3 separate regions of the Macaca mulatta genome follow, and all the other regions are linked to region 2. Evidence: chromatin contacts called from public Hi-C data. All regions are on one chromosome and are shown on one strand. The core of a region is the stretch at or near the end of the contact, and the rest is flanking DNA. Distances in the headings are between cores, read along the strand shown.

Evidence for each region. Hi-C and Micro-C count contacts between places; a contact is called where the count stands out from the background.
Region 1: a Hi-C map of cortical neurons shows a contact between it and region 2, with 2.9 times the contacts expected there. The contact joins the promoter of DVL3 here to the promoter of ALG3 in region 2. A contact is called at or near these places in 3 of 14 Hi-C or Micro-C datasets (CD4 T cells, cortical neurons and liver).
Region 3: a contact with region 2 is called in a Hi-C map of cortical neurons, with 6 times the contacts expected there. The contact joins the promoter of EIF2B5 here to the promoter of ALG3 in region 2. A contact is called at or near these places in 4 of 14 Hi-C or Micro-C datasets (CD4 T cells, cortical neurons, fetal cortex germinal zone and 1 more).

What each region holds. Positions count from the first base shown.
Region 1 is chr2:96,289,744-96,293,234 of T2T-MMU8v2.0, reverse strand. It overlaps DVL3 (dishevelled segment polarity protein 3), which reads right to left and starts at 1,439. Exons shown (of 16, transcript XM_015131485.3): 1 at 1,176-1,439. The coding sequence starts at 1,336. It overlaps LOC144339064 (a long non-coding RNA gene), which reads left to right and starts at 1,662. Exons shown (of 3, transcript XR_013413719.1): 1 at 1,662-2,483.
Region 2 is chr2:96,381,586-96,384,850 of T2T-MMU8v2.0, reverse strand. ALG3 (ALG3 alpha-1,3- mannosyltransferase) reads left to right here and starts at 1,470. Exons shown (of 9, transcript XM_077991882.1): 1 at 1,470-1,796. EEF1AKMT4 (EEF1A lysine methyltransferase 4) reads right to left here and starts at 1,455. Exons shown (of 3, transcript XM_015131481.3): 1 at 1,131-1,455. The coding sequence starts at 1,326.
Region 3 is chr2:96,268,969-96,272,327 of T2T-MMU8v2.0, reverse strand. It overlaps EIF2B5 (eukaryotic translation initiation factor 2B subunit epsilon), which reads right to left and starts at 1,887. Exons shown (of 16, transcript NM_001266121.1): 1 at 1,688-1,887; 2 at 510-634. The coding sequence starts at 1,882. It overlaps LOC144339076 (a long non-coding RNA gene), which reads left to right and starts at 2,010. Exons shown (of 4, transcript XR_013413733.1): 1 at 2,010-2,081; 2 at 2,547-2,572; 3 at 2,691-2,748; 4 at 3,006-3,359.

The DNA of each region.
Region 1 (3,491 bases), core at 190-2,689, 92 kb after region 2:
CTAGTGCTAGGTGGGCCAGGGGCTTGGGAGAGAAGCCCGACAACTGAACACTGGGGAGGAGAAAGACTCCTCTTGGCTGTAGGGCCTCAGCTCCAAAAAGCAGTGCAGGCCTCAGGCTAGGGCTGGAGAGGCAGCCTTCAGGCCTGGAGGGGCCTTCCCCACCGCCTCCAGGCCCAGCGCCCAGTTAATGAGACGGCAGGCAAGTGTGGGGCGCCTCCCCCTCCCCCAGTCTCCTGGGAGTTGGGGGGGGTTCGAGGGGATCAGCCAGGCCCCCCCTTCCCAGGCCAGCTGCTTCAGAACCTTCCGGCTCCAACATTCCATCCCCTCTTAAAGGGGAAGTGCTTCCAAACTCTGCCTGTCCGGATCTCTGCAGCTGGGTGGAAGGGAAGACCCCACCAGCGAGGGGAAGATGGAGAACACCAAGAAACTCTTTCTGGCCCTCCCACCCAGGCCCCAGGCCCTTCCCAACGTCTCCCCACTGGCCACCATATGGAGGAAAAAGACCCAAATTGGAGGAAAGATCAGCACCTGGGTCAGTGAGGACGCCTACTGAGGGGTCAGGCTCTCTGTTCCGGTGACAACACCCCCAACGGCCCACAAAGGAGAGGGGAGGCAGCTAGATAAACATCAGATCTGCAGACCCCGCTCACCGCCAGGCGCCCGAGCACCCCCGACACCCCTCCCCCAGCTCAAAGTCCCAGCAGAGCCCTCAGATGCAGCATACTCCAAATATGGCTGGGAGCTGTGCTGCTGAAAAGATGAAGGGGGCGAAGAACGAGGGTCACACAACGCAAGTCTGTGCGGAAAAAGGTGGCTCTGGCTCCTCGGCAGGAGGAGGATGGGGGACTCGGGCTCTGAAACTAGGTGGAGGGGGTGTGTGTCTGTCTCTGTGGGCCACTGGTCTCTGACGAGGTAAGGCGACCGCACCGGCAGGAACTCTGCTCGTGGGGAGTTGGACGTCCCCTTAAACAAGGGAGGCCAAGATCCCCCCTTCAGAGGTGAACGGGAGTTGCCAGAGGGGCTGGAACCAAAGGGGCCCAAATGGGCCGAGTCGCCCCTAGAAGTCAGAGCGGGGCTAGGAGCTGGTGTGGCGAGGGAAGTCGAAACGGACCGCGTCGTCCCTTAGAAGCCGGAGCGGCCGGGGCCCCCGGAGGCGGGGCGGGGGCCATCCTCACCCGAAATCGTCGTCCATAGACTTGAAGAAGAACTTATAGCTGGGTCGCTGCAAAACGCCCTTAAAGTCAGCCAACGTGACGCGCTCGGCGGGCAGGGGTAGCTTCACAAGGTACGGCGTCTCCTGCCCGTCCAAGTGGTAGATGATCTTGGTCTCGCCCATGGCTCCGGCCTCGGGCCCGACGGCCCGCGCGCGGCCTGCTCGGGCGGCCGGGCCGAGCCTCCCAGACGGCGGCGGCGCGCGGCGCGGCCCAGCGGCTCAACCCAGCTCGGCGGCTGCCCGCGGCGTCAGCTCCCTTGTTCTCCGGCCGCTCCCGGGTCCCAGCGCCGCCCGCCGCCGCCGCGGCCGCCGCTTCCGCTCCTCACTCTCCTGACTGGACTGGAGACCGCGACTCTTCCGGTGGCCGCGGCCCTCCCGGCCCAGGGCTGCGTCCCCCGCTCCCCTCCTCCGGCCCGGCGCGGCCCCGCCCCGGCGCGCCCCACCCCCGGCCGCCGCGGAGAGCGGAGAGACGCCGGCCTCGCGGCAGATGGCTGAGCTTCCACCCGGCCCCACTGACGTCCCGCCCACTGGCTGGGCCGCGGCGCTCCGGTCCCGGGTCCCTAGAAACGGAAGGGGAGATTCACAGGGATGGCGGCGTTCCAGGACCCCTGAAGGCCCTGACTCCGGACCCAAGTGGGATCGGTGACTGCTCTGCAGTCCGGGAGGAGTGGAAGGCAGGGATTGCTTTGGTCCCCAGAAATGGCCTGGGGAAAGAGAGTGGGTCTGACTCTGGATCCCTGGAGGAGAGTGACCTTAACATGGCCAGTCAGGGTTTCTTGAGAAGCACAACTGCTGTCAATGAGTCTACTACACTGATCTCGAGAGCTGGACAGCATCCAGTTCTGATTCCTCCCTATAATCTTAGCGTCCAGTTGCAAGGTAGTGGTTTAGTAAGTGGATTGAATGAAGACTAAGTGGGCCCCGGGCGCGGTGGCTCATGCTGGTAATCCCAGCACTTTGGAGGCCAAAGCGGGCGGATCGCCTGAGATCGAGGGTTAGGACCAGCCTGACCTACATGGAGAAACCCCGTCTCTACTAAAAATACAAAAAAATTAGCCGGGCGTGGTGGCGCATGCCTGTAATCCCAGCTACTCGGGAGGCTGAGGCAGGAGAATCGCTTGAACTCGGGCGGCGGAGGTTGCGGAGGTTGCGGTGAGCCAAGATCGTGCCATTGCACTCCAGCCTGGGCAACAAGGGTGAAACTCCATCCCCCACCCCCACCCCCACCCGACACAAAAAATAATAAGTGGATGCATGCACGCCTAAAACAGTAAGTCTCAAACCAGAACTAGGTATAGCCGGTTCCTCACAGATCTCCTCACCCCGTAACTTTTAATTCATTTAATAAATACTGAGGGCCTACTATGTGTAAGGCATATTGCATGAGATATAGCGGTAGCAAGACAGACAAGGCTGCTCTCAGGACCTTCTGTCTGCTGGAGGGACACACATAGGCTTGTAAATACATAGCTTCAGAATGACAACTGCTATGAAGAAGGTAAAACAAAGTGATATGATAGTGACAGGGGAAGCCGGGCGCAATGGCTCATGCCTGTAATTCCAGCACTTTGGGAGGCTGAGGCAGGTGGATCGCCTTAGGTTAGGAGTTCAAGACCAGCCTGGCCAACATGGTGAAACCCCATCTCTATTAAAAATACAAAAATTAGGCCAGGCACAGTGGCTTATGCCTGTAATCCCAGCCCTTTGAGAGGCTGAGGTGGGCAGATCATGGGGTCAAGAGATTGAGACCATCCTGGCCAACATGGTGAAGCCCCTTCTCTACTAAAAATACAAAAATTAGCTGGGCATGGTGGTGCGCGCCAGCTACTTGGGAGGCTAAGGCAGGAGAATTGCTTGAATCCGGGAGGTGGAGGTTGCAGTGAGCCGAGATCCCACCACTACACTCCAGCCTGGTCAACAGAGTGAGGCTCTGCCTCAAACAAAAACAAAAACAAAACAACCAAAACAAAACAAAAAAGATAGTGACAAGGGAAAGAGGTTTCCGGGTGGTTAGAGAAGTCCTCTTACAGAAGAGAAGACCTAGAAATAGTGAGGATGAAGTGGCTATGAGAAGATCTGGGGTGACAGCATTCTAGGCAGAGAGCACAGCCAATATACAGGCTCAAGGCAGGAATAAACATGTTACATTTGGGGAATGAGAAGGCCATGGTGACTAAAGGAACAGTTCTAGATGAGGCTGGAAACAGACTGACCAGATCACATAGGGCCTTGTATGCCACGGTCTTAAGTATAGGCTCCTTCTCCATTTTGTACACTG
Region 2 (3,265 bases), core at 221-2,720:
CTCCCGGGTTCAAGTGATTCTCCTGCCTTAGCCTCCCAAGTAGCTGGGATTACAGGCATGTGCCACCACACCCGACTAATCTGTTGTATTTTTAGTAGAGATGGCATTTCTCTATGTTGGTCAGACTGATCTCGAACTCCCGACCTCAGGTGATCCGCCCGCCTTGGCCTCCCAAAGTGTTGGGATTACTGGCGTGAGCCACCGCGCCCAGTCTAGTTCTTAACCACTAAATTATACTTTTTTTCTATCCCTAGTAATGTTCTATTTCTCAAACTGAGTGGAATAGACACACACATTAGATTTGTTATTTATACCTTACATATGTACTATATTACATATATCTTTTATTTATTAAAGACGTCACTTAAACATACAAAAAGGCTTTTACAAAGAGCAAAGTAAAAACGACAATTGGAAGAAAACCTGTTGCTCATTCAAACTTTACTAGCGCCTCCAAGGTTGACAGTAGGAGAGAACCTCAAGAGGACAGCCGAACACCCCAGAGCCCTACCTTTCCTCCAGCACGTCTTCCCTTTGGGGAATCGCATCACCCTGGGCGGCAATCTCCCCTCCACCCTTAGAGGGTGCTGTTCTCACTCTCTAAGGCATAGGACCAAGTTTCAGATAGGACTCTCTCTAGATGACTCTGGCTCCCAGTGCCCAGGAGTAAAAAGAAAAGCACTGGGCATTATTCTCGAGGTGCCTGCGCGTGCCGCCTCCGATGTGAACTCGCAGTCCCATTTCTAGAACTGAATCTAAAGCTCAGAACCGGTTCATGACTTGTCCTAAGTTACAGAAGTCAATTAGCGATAGGACTTGAACTAGGTCCTCTGAGCAATTCGGTCCCCAAGGCTGCCTGCCTCCCGAGGGTCCGGACACGGTCTTCTTGGGTACCCCCCACGTTCAAACCCTGAGGGGGTGTCTTTCTCCCGAGGGCCCCGGGACCGACAATCTCTTACTCTATTTGCCTTGACTAAATACAGCCGGGACTCTGAAGGAGCTGGATCTCGCGTCCCAACTCAGGCGTCCTCCAAGAGGGTAGACAGGCGGGAGGAAAGCGGACCGGGCCAAGCCCGCGCGGCGCCGGTCCTGCCAGCTCTACCTGGCGGGGCCGCGCCGGGATTACCCACCTAACACAAGGATACGGTCCTCGGGCCGCAGCTCCGGCTCTAGGAGGGCACGGAAGGAGGAGAAGTCCCCGAACCAATCGTAGGGGGCAGAATCGGCTGCGCCTTGGTAGCGCTGATCCCAGTACTGGACTTCGCGGTACCCGCAGTTCCGCTCCGGTAACTCCGGCGGCGCTCTACCGGCCCCTGGAGAAGCCATGCTCTCAACCGCGGGGACTGCCAGAGCCGCCGGCCCTTCAGCCAATACGGACGGCAGGATGCAGAAGGCTGGGCCCTGGTGTCTCCGCCCACCACCTGCAGTTGCTCAACACAAACACGTGGAACTTCCGTCCTTTACTAAGCGCTCTTTGAACAATCCTCCGGCTGGGAAAACCATCGTCCAGACCCTGAATCCTCCGGCTGTATTGCCAACTCATTTCCTAGAGCTGCATTCATGGTGTCAGACTCACGTGGGCTCATCACTGCGTCCTCTCATATTTTCAATGTGAATTACTTTTATTAGGAAGTCTGAAAATCAGTGAAAGGTTCATTTTTCTCAGCATCCGGAAGGCTCTAAGCAGAGGCAGGAGGGGCGCGAACAGGGGCTTTGCCCTCCTGGAGAGACAGCATGAACACAGATGTTCCCAGCGTAAGCGAAGTAGAATGTTGGCTTCAGGGACTGTAGCGGAGGTAGGCAGGAATGTTGCTTTTCTGGACATTCGTTCTAAATTAGCGCCTGTGTACCTAGGGCTGGGTATAAACTGAGGAGTAAGACATTGTTCCTGCTCCTATGGAGCGTGGAGTGCATCAGAGGAGACAAATGTAGAGGAAAAATTACATTTTAGTGGAGTAAATGAAGACTGGCTACCCGGATCGGCGCTTAGCCTGGTGGGACGCCAGGCGCGGGAAGCGGAACCTAAGTGTCGAAGGTTCGGGTTTCCGCGGGTGGTGGGCCCACACAAGCGGTGCACCGTTAAGATGGCCGCTGGGCTGCGGAAACGCGGACGGTCCGGTTCCGCGGCCCAGGCAGCGGGACTCTGCAAGCAATGGCTGCAGCGCGCCTGGCAAGAGCGGCGCCTGCTGCTGCGGGAGCCGCGCTACACGCTGCTGGTGGCCGCCTGCCTCTGCCTGGCGGAGGTGGGCATCACCTTCTGGGTCATTCACAGGGTGGCATGTGAGTGCGCCGAGGGGGAGGGGAGGGGAGGGGAGGGAGGGAGACCTGAACCCGCGACCCAAACTGGATCTCAGACCTGGAACTCAAAACCAGACTCTGTATCCACTCACTCATCAATTGCAAACCCATACATATCCCTTACCTGAGCTCCAAGCCTGCTCTACAGAAACCGGATCTTAATCTGCCCGCATGGCAGAGGTGGATACCCTAGAGATTGGCCTTCTGCACTGAACTTACAGCCTGCGAACTAGCTTAGAAGTCAGATTTGAGCCAAAATTGTTGTATTGCTGCTGTTGCTGCTTTTCTCTGTGGCTTTGGACACCTCAGGTCTCCTCCTGAATCTCAGCTTTTTCCATGTATTCAGTTCTGTGATCTTTGAACGTCCCTTCTCAATGATGGCATTTTGTGACCACTTGAGTCCATTAGGCACTATTGGCTACTCTTTTCCAGGCTGAAACTATACTCTAGGCTTAAGGCACTTGACTTTCTTGCTAAAGACTCTTAATTCAACAAATATTTATTTAGTGCTTATTATATGCACTAAATATTTATTTAGTGCTTACTATATTACCAGAGAGAGGTACAGTGGTGAATAAGAGATGCATTTCTAACTCCGGTCTGGACAATAAGTTAGCAGGCAATGATAATGCATCGTATTCATCATGGTAGTAAGACAGAATGCCATAAAGGGCATAGGAAGTCACTTAAACCAGATTGGAGGAGTCAGCAAAGGCTTCATAGAGCCACCCTTGAAGGAAGGTAGGAACTAGCTAGTTAAGGAAAGAAGGAAAAGGTGAGGGGAAGGAGTGCTCTGGGCAGAGGATCCTCTATTAAAAATATCCAGTTAGGCCGGGTGCGGGAGCGCAGGCCTGTAATCCCAGCATTTTGGTAGGCCTAGGTGAGTGATCTCCTGAGGTCAGGAGTTTGAGACCAGCCTGGCCAACATGGTGAAACTCCATCTCTACTAAAAATATAAAAATTAGCC
Region 3 (3,359 bases), core at 638-3,137, 110 kb after region 2:
GTGCTGGGATTACAGGCTTGAGCCACCGCGCCCGGCCAGATTCCCTAGTTTTCAAGATTTCAAAAAACATGTAAGTGCTCACTACATGCTTGGGACTGAGTTAGGCAGTGGGAATACAAAAATGACAAGGAACTCATTTATATCCTCGAAGGTGAGAACAAACAAGATTTAGAAACTCAGTGGGAAAACAAAGATGTTATCGTTGTAACTTCCATACTGAAGCCATTACATAAAAGCAAAGTCCACTGGGACCAAACTTTATAATGAGATTCAGAAAAAACCCAAGTTTATTCTTTAATCTTTGTCATAGAAAACCCAAGACAGACAGATACAAAGTTTCAGCTGCTCACCTCCTGATAAGTGTAAAAAATACCCTTAGAACTTACAATGACGTCTAAGTAGACACATTTTTCCCTTCTCACATTTCCCCTTAGTTATATTCATCCTGAAGAAACTGGAAAAAGATGGCGAAACATGGAAAGAAAAGAAGAAAAGTTGCAGGGCCTTACAGTAAATGTTCTTTGATTTGAGCAGCTTTCCAGCAACAAAAGACAAATGTTTCCTGTACACCTGTGGCAGTCAGGAATTCCAGAGTATAGTCAATTAATGCCACATTGGCCAGGGGCAAGAGGACCTGAAGGATAGAAGATGAAAAAAAATTGAGGTCTCGAATCCCTTTGGATACCCCACTGCAACAATTTTCACTCCTCTATTAATATTTCCAAATGGTGTAATTTTGCTGTATCTTTCCAATTCAAAGGTACACAGGTTCCTGCCTTTGATGTTCACGTCATGCTCTAAGCCTGAGTCTGAAACGTTGCAATTTGGGGATGGTAAGTACAGAATCTGTGTGCCTTGTATCAGACACAGAGCTGTGACAGAATGGCAGTTCACCGCTGGCAAAGGATAATACTGGAAATCAATCATATTTCCATAAATTTAAGCATTGCTAAGGCCTTCTTCCCCATAAGATTTCCTTCCTTGATCCCTTTCTAAGTGTCAGAGGTTAGCCATCTCCCGTCACTTTTCAAAAATGAACAGCCATTAGGCTTTTTCGAAAGAATTAGAGAGGATTTTCTTAAATCCCATGCAGTTCCCTCTCTCTGAACTGAGGGCTGCTGAACGACCCAGCTGAGTTCAATACTCCATTGTCTAGACAACTCGGGGGCTGATGGCAATCAACCACTAAACCCATTTTGTCCTTTCGACAGATAGCACCGGGTATCATTAGAACCTGGAGGGGGAAAAAAAAAGTACACTGACCGAGATCTAGCCTGTTCTTTTTAAGGCATATTACCGCCCTTTCAGAGGCAAAAGGTCGTTTCTTTTCACCTAAGCATCCGTCATCTGCAAGGTTAAAAGCGGCGCAGCCTCTTCCAGGGGCACTGAATCCCCGCGTGAAGACTTTCTCAAGCGCTGTTTCTACATTTAGCTCTCTTCATTCCTTTCAAACCCGAGGTGTACAGCATTACCAATGCCCAAATCTGCCGGCCACTAACTTGGTCAGCAGTCATCAGGGTTTAAGACAGTACCTCTGCCTCCTTCCTAACCACGTAAACTCGGTTTTAGGATAACAGTATGGACACAAGTCCTTCAAAGGCTTGCCGTAGTAGTTAGCCGAAAGGAGAACTTGCTCCAGCCCTGCCACACTTCCTGCCCTCTGGCTGCTCGCGTGCGCTGCGCTCACCCGAGGCTGGTCCTTGGAGATGGGGAAGAAGCGGCGATCGAAGCTATCGGCCACCAGAACTGCTTGTAGGGGCGGCGGCGGTTCCTCCTCCGCCCCTCTGGCTCCCCCGCCACCGCTGCCTCCCGGCCCCGCGCCGCTGCGCTTGTTGGCCCGACTAACCACCACACCAGGCGGCGCCACTACAGGGGCCGCCATCTTCTTCTCTCACGGCCACCACTTCCGCAAGGAAGCTGACACCGCACGCAATAAGGGACAAAAAGGATCCAGCACTTGAAATGCGATGAACTAATTAACGAAGGGAAGGAGGAGACGAGGAGGGAGCAGTGCGCATGCGTCTTCTGCGGGCGCCCACAGAGTTCTAGGTTGATCCCGGAGGCGCGAGGAGTGGGGACCGGTCGCGGTTGTCCCGGCCCCTGGAGGCGCAGGGTAGGGGTGGGGTCCCATAGACGTCAGACTCGGTCTGCAAGTATCGTCGGCCTTCATTTGTCTGTGAACAAGTCGAGATTCTTGCAGCGTGATAGGATTTGTGGTCGCCACGAAGGGGCCAGCTCCATCCGGAACCTGTAATCGTCCAGCAGTTTCCCCGCCCCGCGCATGTGAAATATGTAGCCCTCCGTATTCATTCTAGAAACTTCTGGGAACCCAGCGCCTTGGGGAGATGGAACCGAGCCAGATGTCCCCCCGCTGCGAGGAACTCAGAACCTGCATAGAGAAGGTGGCATATAGTAGGGAGACTAGTAATTCCATTGAGCGCTGATTTTGGGCTAGGCACGATACAAGCATTATCTCATTTAATTCGTCACATATCTCTGCAAAACATCTTATTCATTCGTTCAGCAAACATTTCTTGAACTCTCAGAAGGATGAAGGAAGTTTACCCATCTAGTAAGTGGAAGAACTGGTATTGGAACCCGATCTGTCAGACTGCAGAGTTCCACAATCTTGCTGCCAAGTTATGTGGGGATAACAATGACGATTTAATGTCATCTATTCATTCTTCCAGCCTATCATCCTCCTCTGTCTTAAGCAGAGTGGAGACAGGGGTGGATCCAGGCACACCAGTAAGTTGTACTGGCATTAAGCAGTAAGCTTTCTGGGCAGAGGAAAGTGCGGGCGTAAAGGTCCAAGGCTTGAAAAGGCGCAGCAGCACCTTTCTCTCTTTGGGGAAAGATGCGGGGGCTGCGGGGAATAAACCAACCCTGCAGAGGGGCGGGGCCGTGGGAAAGAGGTGGAACAAGGCAGGAAGCCTGGGCGTCATTTGGGAGGCAAGAAGCTTTTCTGTAAAGCATCGCGCCCTTTTTGCACGGGACCTGTCCAGGTTCCACGCCACAGGCTTCTGCAGTTCCTGCAAACTTCCCATCCCGCCCCGCGTTGCACGTCGGGATTTGAAGTTTGCGATGCTGAGCGTTGTTTCCACGTGGCGATTCCGACTTGACCCGTCGTGTCCCGGCGCTCGCCTCGTGGAACCGAGGAGTCTGTCATTTCTTCCCTGGTTAGGGTGCTGAACGAAAACCGTTTGATTTATCCTGGAAAAGGAAAGGCTGAAGGCAATTAAGTAAAAGTTTTCAATTAAATGAATGCACGTTGTAGAAAAGGAATGTTCAACTGCCTTACAAATCCAGAGGTAGAAATGGGGGGCGGGGGGAGGAATTAAATAGGACACACACACACA